Linked DNA regions of Mus musculus: region 2 is linked to region 1. The links are chromatin contacts, called in public promoter capture Hi-C maps. All regions are on one chromosome and are shown on one strand. The core of a region is the stretch at or near the end of the contact, and the rest is flanking DNA. Distances in the headings are between cores, read along the strand shown. Region 1 holds the start of Tsr2 (TSR2 20S rRNA accumulation). Region 2 overlaps Iqsec2 (IQ motif and Sec7 domain 2).

Region 1 (2,700 bases), core at 185-2,684:
CATAAAATAGAGTCCATAAGGTTACACAAATTTATGGATTTCACATGTTTCTTTCTCTTACTAATTTCTAATTTTGCTTTGCAGTCTTTCTTTTTTTTTTTTTTTTCTTTTGTGGTCTTGGGATGAAACTCCAGGACCCCAGTATGCTGGCAAGGTAGATAGAAACATTATCAGCCCTTAGTCCTTAAAACATACTAAACGCTGTTGTGTGGAATACTACATGGTGTGTCTTGGAGAATGTTCTTGTGAACTTCAGAAAAATCTATATTCTGTGCTAAGTGTGGTGGTGTGTGATTAGTCCTAGAATTTAGGAGAGTGTGGTAAGAGTCCAATACCAGACATGGCTACACAGTGGAAACTGAAGTTCCTAGAGAAAAGAACAGGTACATCTGTATGGACCGTTCTATAGGACCAAATGACGGAGCTTTGTGGTTGGGGTGAGTAAAAATGTTACAGAGGAGAGACAAATGACCTTGAGCTACTTTTAATCCCATTGAAAACAATTCCTTGTCTTCCCTTGAATCTGAACGAGAAATCTCGTGGTTATCACAACTTTTCAAATACATACTTAACAGCGAGCATCTATGAATCCAAAAGCTAAGAATGTCATCAGACAGTATCTGAAACCTAAGCAGAAATTTCCTCATCCCACTACCTGTAGTCTCTATCAATAGATTTAGTAAATGCTTTGACTTAGGACTTTCTTTGTTCTGTAACTACTAAAATGTCATTTGACCACTTCCACAAAAGAAAATATCTTTCTGGACAACCTGAATCCTGGACATGGTCACTCATATTTGACTCAAGAATGAATTGTTGGAGCTGGAGAGATGGATCAGCGGTTAAGAGCACTGACTGCTCTTCCTAGAGGTCCTGAGCTGAGTTCAAGTCCCAGAAACCACATGGTGGCTCAAAACCATCTGCAATTGGATCCGATGCCCTCTTCTGAGGTGTCTCTGAAGACAGTGACAGTGTACTCACATATATAAAATAATTATTTTTAAAAAATTAAAATTACATTTATTTATTGTGTGTGGGAGTGCCTGCGCCTGTGAATGCCGTGTAACACATGTGGAGGTGAGAGGAAATTGCAGAAATCGGTTCTCTAGTTCCATCCTGTAGGGCTCAGGGACTGAACTCAGTTCTTCAGGCTTGGAGGCAATTGCCTTTATCTGCTGAGCCTCGCAAATGTAGGTTTTCTCGCCCTCGCTATTCTTTTCTCCTTTCCTCTTTATTTCAGCTATGCTTCCTAAGTACTCTGCTCCAGGTTCTCCTTTAATTATTAGGATTTACTGTGGTAAGTGGTAGCATCTACCACTGATGGCGTTTCCCACTGTTCTGGTCTTGCTGCCAGCCAGATTGGCAGAAAACTAAACCACGTTCTGAGAATCGGCTTTTGGCTCCTTTTGCCTGGTGAGGTCGCCCTAGCGATTGGGCTGCCTGGGAGCCACGTGATCTAAACGGATGATGGCGGGCGCCGCTGAAGATGTGCGTGTGCTCTTCGGAGCTGCAGTCCGAGCTGCGCTGGAGGCTTGGCCTGCTTTACAGGTAAGTGAGGTCCTGGCGGGGGGTCACGATTAAGGCTGTGACAAAATAGAAGTTGACCAGGCGAGGCGCCAGAGCCATGGCTGGGCGGTGTAAGCGGCAGACTCCCAGGCCCCGGCAGGCCACGCCGTTCTGGTTTCCATGCTGTCATGGTTGGCTTGGGCCTGTGTTCACAGATCGCTGTGGAGAATGGCTTCGGGGGCGTGCACAGCCAGGAGAAGGCCGAGTGGCTAGGGGGTGCAGTGGAGGATTACTTCATCGCCAATGGTGAGTGAATGTGAGGTGTTGCTGTCTGTCGCAGTGTGGCGTGGCAGAGCCTCGACGTAGAGAGCCCGCGTTTGATGAATGAATCGTGACTTTGAGATCAGAATTGTGTCTTTAGAGTGCCTTAGAGGCAATGACACTCAAATGCTATTATGCTGGAGAACGCATTTTGCCTTCCAGAGAGTCATTTTCCTACTTTCTAAAATGGTTATGGAAAGATCCGACGAAAAGAACTATTCGAGTCATATCTTGTAACTTAAAATTGCTGGATGAGGGGTGGGGGACAGCTCCGTGGACAAAGGCCAACAAGCATAACAGTCCGAATTTCATAGCTGGGACAACATGGAAGGAGAGAACTGGTACACGCTTAAGGTGTCCTCTGATTCTCCCTACACAAGTAAATATAATTTTAAAATTGTTGGGTGAGGAGTGTAGCCCAGTGGTAGAGCACTTTCCTAGTCTGCTCGTGTCCCTGGGCTCCAACCCTGGTGCCACCAAAACTAAAAGCAGTACCTCTGATAAATAAAAGGCAGCCAGGCCCTGTGGTGCAGGCATGTACTCTCATATTCCTGATGCAAAAGGACCTCAAGTTCAGATTCACCACAACCTTGTCTCATAATAAAAATAATATAAAGACTTGGAGATATAGCTCAATGGAAGTGCTTGCTTACTACACACATGTGAGGCTCTACACTACTCATACTACCACAAATGAATAAATGAATGAAAGAAGCAAATATTATAGTGTTATTAAATTCATATCCAAGGTCTAGCATATGGGCCATGTTTGTGATTCTAGCACCAGGGAGACGGAGACAGGGGAATTGCTCTAAGTTTCAAGCTCCATATCCCCAAGTTGTCCTTATGATAAAAGAAGGGGCTGGAGAAATG
Region 2 (2,700 bases), core at 138-2,637, 1.1 Mb before region 1:
GTGCTAACCAGGCACTCAGCCAGCTTAGGGGTCACCCACTTCCGGGGGCTGGGCCAAGCAGAGGCAGGAGAACCCAGAGAGGAAGGGGAGAAGAGGAACCATTTGCCCTAACTCATCTCTCTGGAGCTTCCAGAAAAGTTCCTCCTTTGGGAAAATTACCCAGTCCCCCTCCGTCCTTCCTTCTGTCTTGTTATCAGAAGCCAGATCAATCCCTCCAGACTCTTGTTCTTACACACTGGCCATCTACCTTGTCACATTCTAAAACTAACTCATCTTTGCCCGTAGCAACCCTAGACTTAGTGCTCCCTGTAGGCAGGGGTCCCCCAATTACCTCTTTCTTTGTCACCCCTCATCAAAAACAGATTGTCCAACCCAGGAAATGAATTTTTCCATGCTTCAGGAAAGTAATCAGGCTAAATTCACAACACTGTGGTAATTACCAATCTGATGATCTAGATTCTCACCTTAATTTTTACCGCAGGGCAAATTAACTTAGCTTTCTAAGCCTTAGAATCTTGGTTTGTAAAATAACACGTATATATATAGGCTTTAAGAATATAGTGAAGACAAACTAGAGACTACGTATAAAGTATCCAGCCATCGTTTGGTAGGGCTGCTGCTGCTCAAGAGGAAAAATCGCACCTGCACCCGAGGCTAGGGCAGAAGGAATGATACAGAGACAAGTTCTAAACCTGGACCACCACAGGGCATCAGAAAGACCTTAGACAAGTCCCAGGAGCTTACCCAACAGTCTTATGTAAAGTGGGGAATCACAATATGTCACCATAAATGTACCTGCCAAATATCATGTGGAGAGCCCAGCTCTTAGAAATAGCTCAATAAATTGCACCAGTGATCACAAATGGGGGGGTTATCAGACCTTTGACATCCGTGAAGCTTAGGATGGAGGAAGCAGTCCGGGTGGATGGGGGGCAGGCTTCCCACACTGTACAGGATGGGAATTGCTTCCCCTTCCCAGACAGAGAGCATGTTACAGGCAGTAAGTGAAAAAGGCTGCAAGCACAGGAAGCAGTAGTTGGGCAGGGTGGGTAGCCAGGCAGAGCTGAACAGGAAGCATATGGGAGGGGAGGCCTGGACATAGCTGGGGCGGCTCTGGGGAATGGTTACAGTATCTCAGATATGTGAATGGGGGAGCCAAGGAAGGATTGTAAGGTTTTAGTCATCCTAGGAGGTCAAAACAAGGAAGAATCTTCAAAATACCTAAACCAAAATTTCAGTGGGACAGATAGGGACACTGAGGCCCAGAGTGGGAGGCCTCCTCTGGGAACAAAGCCAGCCATTGCTCCTCCTCCCACTTCTCCAGACACCAGTGGCTTCTGTTGCCATGGGGATGTCCCTGGCTCAGAGGGTGTCAGTGGCTCCCCTACCCCCTCCCTCCTTCCCTAGCAACAGGCCACCTCTTGCTTTTATCATTGCATGCCTAGCAACCTCAGCCTGGTCCCCAGGGCCATGGAGTTCCAGCCTGACCTCTTACAGCCATGATTTCCTCTGGGACATCTGGAACTCCCTTACCTTCTGCTGATGGGATCAGTCTAGCCCCTCCTGTCTGATTGCTTTTAACAAACTTGTCCACATTTTGCAGCATGACTCTATATCATACAGTTACGAGTTAGTCTAAGGGAGGCTGTAGCGCAGTTGGTTGCACTGATATTTGATGTTGAGCATAGGGTTACTTCAACTTCCCTCAATTCAGTGAAATCAGAACCATTTTATAAAAGAGAAACAAAGGACCAGAGTATTTAAGTGATGGCAAAAGTCAGATAGCTAGGAAGCAGGCTATGCTGATAGCTTTGTGATCTTTAGGTATGGCCAGTTGTAATCTGGACTTTGCTTAAGGTGCCTTTAGGTCTGACAATTTCTGTTGCATATACAGGAAACCCAGGTATCCATCTTGGCCCCTTGCCCCACTGTCAGTTGTTCAGTTTTAATTACACTCTTGTACTGAATTCCTAAAGCCTGGGCCCCAACATGGGTAGTTTGCAGTCTACCTGCCATGTTCTCTCCTTGCTATTCAGTTTTTTACACTAGCTGAGGCCTATTTGTCTTCTTCCTGCATTTTTCCCCACCACTCAATTCTTCTCCAGTCATACATGTGCCCTTGTATGTTCACACTCGTGAATGCAGATGCTTACTGGATGAAGAAACTTGGGGTTTACAAGAGACAAACCAATTTGCCCAGTCAAATAGCTAGAAAGCAACCTAGCCTCAAATGGAGCCCTTAGCCTGGATCCAAAGTTTCTCCCTGTTTTCTGTGCCACAAAGCCTACTTTCCTTAGCTTCTCGTGCAACTCGGAGGCCGCCTACACCCCAAAATAGCTATAAGTGATGCAACCGCAAAATTATGAACTCATTTAAAACAATATGAGATTGGTTGTGTGTGTGCATGCATGTGTGAACATGTGTGTATATGTGCATGTGTGGGTAGATGGTATGCATGCATGTGGGTACAGAAGGACATGTATATGTGATGTGTGTGTATATATGTGTGTGCATGTGTATGTATGCATGTGTGTGTGTATGTGTGTGTGCTTGCGTGTGTGTGTGTGTGTGTGTGTGTGTGTGTGAAGGCCAGAGCCTGAAAATAGGTGTCTTCTTCAATTTTTTTTTTTTCTGTTTTAAGATGGGGCCTCTCGCTGATTTGTCAGGATGGCTGGCCAGTGAGCTCCAGGAATCTGTCTC

What was found. Promoter capture Hi-C pulls out the DNA fragments that hold promoters and counts their contacts.
Region 2: a promoter capture Hi-C map of pre-B cells shows a contact between it and region 1, with 2.2 times the contacts expected there. The contact joins the enhancer-like site here to the promoter of Tsr2 in region 1. A contact is called at or near these places in 3 of 39 promoter capture datasets (the 3T3-L1 cell line and pre-B cells) and 1 of 115 datasets of contacts at active chromatin or transcription factors (pro-B cells).

Annotation. Positions count from the first base shown.
Region 1 is chrX:151,095,277-151,097,976 of GRCm38.p6, reverse strand. It overlaps Tsr2 (TSR2 20S rRNA accumulation), which reads left to right and starts at 1,434. Exons shown (of 5, transcript NM_001164578.1): 1 at 1,434-1,548; 2 at 1,722-1,812. The coding sequence starts at 1,465.
Region 2 is chrX:152,169,913-152,172,612 of GRCm38.p6, reverse strand. The region is part of intron 2 of Iqsec2 (IQ motif and Sec7 domain 2); the gene reads right to left. Among named protein-coding and RNA genes, the nearest start is that of Iqsec2, 27 kb to the right of the region's middle. Within about 2 kb of position 1,387, at least 134 of the 459 cell types and tissues checked have an H3K27ac peak or open chromatin away from gene starts, as enhancers often do. A contact at or near this core is called in pre-B cells and pro-B cells, where this site is marked.